Linked DNA regions of Mus musculus: region 2 is linked to region 1. Evidence: chromatin contacts called from public HiChIP or PLAC-seq data. All regions are on one chromosome and are shown on one strand. The core of a region is the stretch at or near the end of the contact, and the rest is flanking DNA. Distances in the headings are between cores, read along the strand shown. Region 1 holds the start of Pianp (PILR alpha associated neural protein). Region 2 holds the start of Plekhg6 (pleckstrin homology domain containing, family G (with RhoGef domain) member 6).

The links. HiChIP or PLAC-seq counts read pairs in DNA pulled down with a chosen protein or histone mark.
Region 2: a contact with region 1 is called in an HNF4G HiChIP or PLAC-seq map of pancreatic cancer cells. The contact joins the promoter of Plekhg6 here to the promoter of Pianp in region 1. A contact is called at or near these places in 1 of 39 promoter capture datasets (liver) and 1 of 115 datasets of contacts at active chromatin or transcription factors (pancreatic cancer cells).

What each region holds. Positions count from the first base shown.
Region 1 is chr6:124,994,142-124,998,690 of GRCm38.p6, reverse strand. It overlaps Pianp (PILR alpha associated neural protein), which reads right to left and starts at 1,971. Exons shown (of 6, transcript NM_175696.4): 1 at 1,752-1,971. It also overlaps a transcript of Cops7a not described here.
Region 2 is chr6:125,378,122-125,382,670 of GRCm38.p6, reverse strand. Plekhg6 (pleckstrin homology domain containing, family G (with RhoGef domain) member 6) reads left to right here and starts at 2,167. Exons shown (of 17, transcript NM_198604.2): 1 at 2,167-2,321; 2 at 2,695-2,916; 3 at 3,761-3,969. The coding sequence starts at 3,832.

The sequences.
Region 1 (4,549 bases), core at 722-3,221:
CCCAGTGTCTGTCTACCCTTGCCTCTTTGGCTTCCTTCCTTCTCACTTCCTCTGCCCACAGCTCCAGGCTTCTTGGATCTTAATTTAGAGCCAAGAACCTTGTGATTCCCTGAGCACCTACCGCTAGGGAGGGAGTTTTTGAGTGGGGGAGGGAAGGGAAGCCAATCTTAGTGAGTGTTGGGGGGGATGCTAGAAGCCCGGTCACCTCTTGAAGCGCCAGGCACTTCTTTTATGATGGAGCCTAGAAGCTGGCTGCCTAGCTGCCTTTTCAGACAAGCGGGAGAAAACAGTCGGTGGGAGGAAAGCTACAGGACACGCTTTGGGGTTTGCTCTTGATGCTTAACCACCCAAATGCATGGGTGCATTCTGAAAGAGGGTGGAGCTCAAAGGAAGCCACCCCCTCAACTGTGGCTGCTCCGGGGAAAAGTCCTAGGAGAATCTAGATGGTTGGTTCTGAAAGGAAGTGCAGTCTCCAAACTGAGGGTGGTGAGGCCCGAGGGGCTGGGATCTTCAGAGAGAAGAAACATGTGACACCCTGTGTCTTCTGGATTCCTAGTCTCCGTCTGCGTGTTGAATACCCCAGGGAATAAACTAGGGAGGGGAGGGGGGTGCGAGAGGTGAAAGGCTGCGAGGGAAAAGGTTGGTCAAGAGTGAGAAGACGGACAGACAGCAGCTGGGAAGGGAGGAGATGGGGAGGAAAGAGGGGCTACAGGAGATTGGCCAAGGATGCTGAAGAGAGAAGACGGCAGGGAGGGAAAAGAAAACAGGCATCAGGCAGGAGGATGGAGGGGTCTGGTCAGGGCAGAAGCAAAGAGAGTGGAAGAGAAAAGGACGGTGGAGATCAGAGACGGGGAGAGAGTCATTGAGACAGATTAGAACACGGTGTTGAAGGCAAAATCAAAAAAGGAAGGGACGGGGACCGGAGGTGGGGGGTGGACAGAACAGCAAAGATGGAGGAGTTAGGAATTGTTTCTTGAAATTGAAAGAGATATGGAGACAGAGCTGGAGGCCAGGTGAAAGAGAAGGGAAAGGAAAGAGGCCGGGGGGCTTAGTGGGAGGAGGTTAGAAACGGGAGGAAAGAAATGGTAGCCGAACCAGTGGAGCGAATAAGGACTCGGCGACACCAGTGGCCCGCTACTCCAGGGCATACCTGCCCCTTCGTTGGCTACAACCCACCACCACCACCAATGTCAACTCCAGCCCCTTCACACACCCCGTACCCCTCTGTCACCCCCTCCAGGAAGTCCGCAGTCCCCAAGCTGGTGCGCCACCCCACCCCCTTCGCGCTCCTCACCGACCTGTTGTGCGCAGAAGACGAACTGGGGGTGGGGTGGGGGAACCGGGCCCCATCTCTAGCAGAGCCCCCCAATCCCGCCAATCCCACAGGCCTGCGCTCCCTGGATAGGGTTGGAAAGCGGTGCGAACCGGGAAAAATAAGGAAACGATCGGCCAAGGGATTTGGAGGGAGCACCCAGAGCGGAAAGGGGACCTGAGGCAGGAGGATGCCCGAAGCTGCAGGATGAGCTAAAGGCGGGATGGTGGCAGGCGCGGAGACGTTGACTGCTGCACCAAGAGGGTAGGATGGAGTCAGGACAGCGGAGGGATGGAGGGCACTGTGGAAAGGAGCTCTGGGAGACTGGAGGCGGCTGGAGACCGCGCCAGGAGGGGCGGGGGGCGAAGGACGCGGAGCTGGCACTGGGAGGGCAGAGTCTGCTCCCTACGGGTAGGGGCTTTGGGTCCCCCTCGCTCACCTGCATGCCTGGTGTGGCGGCGCGACGACTGCAGGCGCTCGGAGCTACGCGGGGCTGGGGGGTCGCAGAAACGGGTGGGGCGCCGGGCATGGTCGGGAGGTTTGGCTGGCAGCGAGGAGCTGGAGCCGGAGGGGGGCGGGCGCCCGGGGCGCGGGGCGGCGGCGGCGGCGGCGGCGGCGGGAGACGCTCGCTTCGGCTGGGCTCGGCTGGGCTCGGCCGGGCTCGGCTGGGTTCGGCGGGCGACTAGGACCACTTGGTCTCCGCCTCTCCTTCTCACGTCTGTAGGCCACGCACGACTTAACCCTTCGTTTGCTACGCTGCGAGCTCAGCTTTTGTCCAGGTGCAAGGTTGGGAAGAGGAGCAGGGATGGAGGGGGTTGGGGGGACGCAACCTCCTTTGGGTAGTGATGGTAAGCTTCCCCTCTACCTAAGCGCAGCTTCACAGACCTCATGATTTCTGACCCCCAAGCAGTCTGAGATTCTGAGTCATCCATACATTTGAGTCCCCAACTCTGGCAAAGGTGGAAAGGCAGCTCAAGACCGTGGGTGAGAGGACCAAAGAGGGGTGGGAGAGAAGACTGCATACGCAAATTGGAGTGCCCCCAGCAGATTAATTCCTCATTTCACTATGATCCTTCTTATAATTCATTCTCCCTGAAGCAACCCAAACAGTCCTTAAATGGTTCAAGACCATTTGCTATACTTAGCTTTTCCGAGACTCAGAATATCCAACACTCACTATGGCTCACAAGGAGGCCCCCGTAGATTCCTGCCTCTGGGTATCTCCAGCTTTCTTTCCTAAGGATTTCTTCGGCACAGCCTTAGTGCAGTTGGGGAATATTCCTAGACCAGAGGCACTAGAAGCCTGCCTCGGGGCTTTGCACCCTGCTGTTCCCTCTAGAAGTTTCTCCTTGTCTGTTCCCAAATGGTCTACACGGGCTCACTTAGATTCAGGCTTCTGAGTGCCCTTTTCTAATCTCTTAAAACTCCCTTGACCTGGGCCGTGGAGATGGCTCAGGGGACAAAGGTGCTTGCCACCAAGCCTGACTACCTGGGTTCTATCCCCAGGACCCACATGGTGGAAGGAAAGTTGTCACCAGACCCCTGAACAAGTGGTGTGACACATACACTAATTAGATGTAATAAAGAGAATTCTGGGGCTGGGGAGATGGCTTAGTGGTTAAGAGCACTGACTACTATGCTTCCAAAGGTCCTGAGTTCAAATCCCAGCAACCACATGGTGGCTCACAACCATCAGTAACGAGATCTGACTCCCTCTTCTGGAGTGTCTAAAGACAGCTACAGTGTACTTACATATAATAAATAAATAAATCTTTTTTAAAATTCCTTTGACCCTACCCATTCATACCTAACCCTTCTCCCTGCATGACCCCCCCCAACCCTGCGCCCCAAACTTCTAGGAAACCACACTTTCCTGGCTCCCCTCCAACCCTCTGGCTGTTCTTTACTGTCTTCCTCGGTTCTGACCTCGACATGTTGGCGCTCCTAGGGCTTAGTCCTTGGCCTTCTTTTCTTTCCACATTCTTTGTCCAGTGATCTCATCCAGTCCCAGGGCTTAAACACTCTGTAAATGTCAGTGAGTCCTAAATTTACAAATGAGTGCCAGACTCATTTGTCCAACCGCCCACTTGACATATCCACTCCGTCCGATGTCTAATAGCCAGGCAAACCTAATGTGACTCAAGCAGATGGCTTGAGCCATCCCACCCCCAACCCTCTTGTGTCCCGAGCTCTTCATCCTAGGACATGACAACTCCTTGTTGTTCAGGCTAAAGGTGTTTTGATTTCCGGTTCCTTCCCTATGCCTGCGTCTCCAGCAGGTGCGAAAGCCCACACTTTCAGCGCATGCGCAGAGTCTACCCCCTTCTCGTTTATTGTTCGAAGCCGGATCCACGCAGTCATCCTGTGTCTGAAATTGCAGTACCCTCTTAGGAGCTCCTTCATTTCTGTCCTCATCTTTTACAAAATACTCTTTACAATTACCGGTAATATTTTGAAAGCTAAACCATAGCATGCTCTCCCCTTTCAAAATATTCAAGGGCCGGTGAGATATAGCTCAGCAGGCCATCAAACGTGACAAGCTACCTTGGATACTTAAGACCCGCAGGGTGGGGGGAGAGAACCAACCCCTTCCTACAACGTTGTCCTCTGACCGCCATATGCGAGCACATGCACGTGCACACCCTAAATAAGTACAATGGAAAAGCCACCAGTGTGTGCCCCCTTCATAACAGTGCTTCTGCCAAAGCAGACTCCCTGTCGTCCCAGAGCATCCGCAGCCACTCTCAGATCCCTCTCCCTCCGATGCTTCTGTTTTTACCTGGCTGGCTCTTTCTTGACCTTCGGCTCTCTGACCAAAATCTAAAGGGGGTCCTCATTTCATCCGTGTTTCCTTATCTTTTCTCCGCCATCGCCCTCTGGCATGGTTTTGTATCTGTTTGCTATTTATCGTCTTCCCCTAAACACTGAGAAAACGTCTCGCATGCTGTCTTCGCCCGACATCCTGACTACAGCTCTGGCACATGGTAAAAACTCCATCCTCATTGCTTGGTGACCAAGGTCTGGGACCGGCCCCCCCCCCCGCCCACACTGGACGCTGTTCATTCTCTCCCTTGCATCCCCTGCTTTCCCTCTCCGTCTGCTTGCATTCCCTCATCTCTTCGCTCTGCCCCTAGACGCACCCCTCCTGGCCATCCATCCTCCTCCTTCTGCCCCTTAGCACCCTCGTGACTCCGGCTCTCCGTCCCAGGAAGGAAGCCTGCTGTTGAGACCAGCATC
Region 2 (4,549 bases), core at 918-3,417, 380 kb before region 1:
AGGAAACTGAGGCACAGTGGGTCAAGGAGTGTGATCCTTGTTATGGCTACCAGGAACTTCTAAGGAAGCAGAAAAGGAAAAGAGGTATCCAGGGGGTCCCCTCTGTCCTGACCAGTGACTCCCCACCCCTCCCGGCAGAGTCCCAGCCTCTGGCAAACTCCTCATCTTCAGGAGACTACGCAGTTCCTCTGCTTGTGTTTCCTTCTCAGCCCGCCCCAGGAGTCTGTCCTCCACAGCACGGGAGAGCTCGGTGGAAGGGGCAGTTGTAGAGAGGACAGCTGGACAGAGCCAGAATAGAAGGAAGGAATGGACCAAGAGAGCCTGCGAGTCCACCTGCCCACACACCTGCAGCTGGCCACACCTCTGTCTTTAGCTTTGTCTGGGAACCTCTCCTCCCAGGGAGACTTGATACAGGCCCCAGGGTACTGGGAGGTGGAGGTGGGACCTCAGCCCTGAGGGAATGGAAAGGGTTAACTCTGCCTGGGTCTATGGGAGACATCAGAAGCTCACTCCAGGGGCATGTAAGTCCAGGATTTCTCTCCTACCTTCTCAATTCCAATTTCCCTCTTTCTCCTCCTTCCACCTTTGTCTGAGAATCAGTGGGAGGAGAAGTCCTCAGCACCAGTGTCTTTGGGGTGTCATTTAATATGGCCAGTAATCAGCACCAACTGGTTCATTAACTCTCTCTCTCTCTCTCATGGCTACTCATCATCCCTGGATATGTCTTCCTCTTCTCCTGGCCCCCCACAGTGTGAATGCTAGGAACAGGCAAAACCTGCATTCTTGACAAACATGGTTCTCATCCAACTCCTTCTCCGCTCCCCCCCCTACACACACACCTGGGGGGGCAGAAGGCAGGATGGAGGCAACCACAGGTCAGGACAGCTCCTCTGTAACACTGAGACCTCACAACATCATATTCTAAAAAAGTACACTGAAGGACAAATCTGTGACTGGGAACAGGAACACACATTCAAGCAACCGATGGCAAAGATGCCTCTCCAGGCTGAAAGGAGCCATGGGAGAGGGTGAGAATTAGAGGTGTTTTTGTTTTGTTTTGTTTTGTTTTTGTTTTGTTTTGTTTTTGTTTTGTTTTGTTTTGTTTTTCCTCTGAACACAGGGAGACACTTCTGAAAGGGTTTTGTGTACTTCGGGATGCTTTGTGTGGTAAGAGGTTGCACCAGACCCAGTCTAGTCCATTGGCGGAAGGAAGATCCCAAAGTGGACCTCAGACCTGCCCATCTCCCCGCCCCCTCCCCCCCCCCCCCACCGAGACTTCCACCTCTGGATCACACATCCATGGGATGATATAACTCTCAGTTCTTCCCTCAGACCAGACGACAGGACTTGGGAATGTGGGGGCGGGGGGGCGGGGATGCCTTTCACATCACGCCCAGCCAGTGCTGTACCACTTCGGAGAAACTGTTCAGTCTGTGTAGCCCTTGGGAAGGCCACACTGGCCCAAGTGCAGTCCGGTGGGAGGGTACCCTCCCCTGGTATGCCCCCTCCCTCCAGGCTTAAGTAATGAGAGTAGTGTTGGGTATGGTCTAAGCTTGGCCCCTGATGCCTCCCTCAATAAGACACAAAGTCCACAGAACCTTCCTCCCTGTTGCCAGGGCAGGCCAGCAGGTTCACTGGAGATAAGGGCTACACTTTGGACTCCATGGCCAGAGGACAGCCATGGGGCTGAGAATCCTTGGGCCTCCGCCCTTCCTGATGCTAGGCTGGCTCCCTTTCAGGGTAACGGTCTAGGACAGGCAAGAGGGGCCTGGTGCAAACAAGGGATGTGTACCTGCCACAGGTCGCTTGGTCATTACCTCACCGCCTCCGCATAGCGGCGCCCAACCTTTCATTTATCCCTCATTACCCTGGCGCCTGGCAGGGGTCTGGCCGGGAAGGGAGGACACGCTGGTGGCCTGCGGGTGGCACAAGGTTCCAGCCCCTGGCCCCGACCAGGTGACAGATTGCTGGTTAGTTCAGGTGCAAAAGAAAGGGAAAGGTGCGCACCGAGAAGTGAGCACTCCTGGTCTGGGGTTGGTGTACGGAGAGTCCGGCTCCCTACCCTCTCTGTCCGGGTGACCAGGACCGCGACGCTGCAAGGCCCGCAGGGAGGGGGAGGTGCCAGCCCACGTCCCGCCCCTCTGCCTCCACCTTCACCTCCCTTCCCGGCCCCGTGCTGCCTGGTCCCGCGGGCCGCTCGGTCCTAGTCCCAGGCTGGGACAGTGGGGCTGCCATCGCCAAGGAAGCTGACAACGACCCAGATTTCCACAGTATCCAGCGGACGTCAAGGACAGCGGAAGCTCGGACACCTGCGCTCACAGGTGAGCACTTGGGAGGGCGAGTGCCGGGCGGCCAGGGAACCGGGGATCTGGGACAGGGTCGCGGGGCCTCAGAAGGAGGAGGGAAGGAGGCTGGGTACGAGGGAGGGAGAAAAGCTGGGCCTGGGAAAAGATAGAAAAGGTGGACGTGGGGAGAGATAGTAAGGGGGAGGGAGAAGGAGGGGCGGGGGACTGCCTTCGGGGGCTGGACTGTTGTTGTCCCGGGGCGGGAGACACAATGAACAATCTCCTCTGCGAGTAAGTCAGAGTAAGCTAGGAGAGAGAAATGGGAGGTTTCTAGAGCCCAGTTGGTGGGAAACCAACCCCTGTATAGGGTTCTTGAGTCCAGTTCCCATTAAGGGCCTCTTCCCTTCAGGCCCTGCCCACTGCAAGGGATGGGTCTTCCATCCAGGCTTAGAAAGGAGGGGTGGAGTCCTGCATCTGACTTCCAGCTCTATCCCTGGTGGTGCCCTCGGCGGCCAGGAAAGGAGCTTAGTGGGAGACCAGCGGGCTGCCTCAACTAGGGGCATCCCTCCAGACCCTGTCTGACAGCTCTCCTGACTTCGCCAGATTGTACGTGGACGTGTGGGGTTTCCAGGTAAGGCATGTACAGACTTCTCAGTAAAGGGACAGAAAAGCTATATTGTAGAGTCTCTTGTCTATTGAGTCTCAGTTGCGACTAACTGAAAAGCAGCCAAGGATGGCCAGCCGACCAGTAAGGGTGGCTGGCTGGCTGAACCGTGATAAAACTAGCTGTAACTCATGGAGTGTGAACTGGGTGTATTGTTCTCTTTCCCCAAATATTATTTTTCCTTTTTTGCCCCCCCCCATTATTTAAAAATGTAAACGTTGCAAAGCATGATAGAATACATCTGTGATCATAGCACTCTAGAAACTGAGGCAGGGGGATGCAGAGTTGGAAGGTAGCCTAGACTGGGTTACACTGTGTGTCAGCCTGGGCTATATTAAGAGGTCCTCCTATCTCAAATCAGAAAATAAAATAAAAGCCGTTCTTAACCCATAGTCTGTTCCAACATGAGAAACCCACTTGTCTGTCTCTAGTCAGCTTTACCTGTCCCAGTTCATGGTGTTTGTGCAGTGTTGACAAAGGTAATACAGGAAAGGAGACATCTAGGTACAAGAGACCGCCTTCTACCTGGGGCTATCTAGAGTGCTAGAGATTTCTGTGACCCTTGCTCCCAGCTGCTCTTGAGACTACAGCATCCTCTGAGGCTGAAGTGTGAATGTATCCTAAGTATAAAGCAGATGTTCCTACCCAGCATGCACCTGGCCCTGCCCTCCCCCTACTAGCTTATAGATAGCACACACCCCCCACCATCTGGCCCTCTTCTTCCCCACTCTGTCCTCTTGTCTTTCCTTGCTCTCCAACCTGTGGAGACGTTCGTTCATCACTAATCCAGCCTGGGCTTTCTATCTTGCAGAAAAGGGGATACCCCCCTTTCTCCTGGACATTGGTGCTATGATCCTCTGGGGGTAACTCAGGAGAGAAACAATGCAAGCCTTTGGTCCTCCAAATGAGGGCCCCCTCCAAGGCCTGGTAGCTTCCCGAATTGAGACTTACGGGGGCCGTCATCAGACCTCTGCCCACAGCACTGCTGGGAATCTATTTCCCAGAGGAGGTCCTGGAGTGGTGAGTGCGCCTGTGCCCCAAAGGTGACCTGGGTGGGGCAGGAGGGATGACACCAAGGTTTTGAAGTCTGTCCCCTTTTTCACAGGCTGCTCTATTCTTGTCCCTTAACCTCCTCCGCTTTCCGGGGTTACTGGGAAGGAGGGTCAGTGCCCGGCCAGGATGCCAGCGCTTCACACCCAGCCTCAGACAACAGTGGGGGAGGCGGGGAGCTCAGAGGAGGGATTGGGAGGCATTTCTGAATTCCCAGCGCAGTGGGGAAAGGCATCTGTCAGTCTCTACTTGAGTTGGGAGGAGTCAAAAGCTCCCTGAGTCAGGGCTGAAGAAGAGCAAAGGTTCAGGGTGCCCCTGCTCTCACAGGGGAGGAGGGGGAGTGGCCGGAACTGTCTCTGCCCCGCCCCTGGCTCCACCTACCCGGCCCACTTCCAAAGCTAGTAGAGGAAAGGGGTGTGGAGGCCAGGACTTAGGCTGTTTCTGCCCTCGGTGCTTCCTTAAGAACAGTGCCCCTTCTAGCTGGGGGTATTCCCTGCCTCCTTAGAGGATTCCACCCCTGGAGACGAGACTTGCCCAGGCAGAGGGCAGA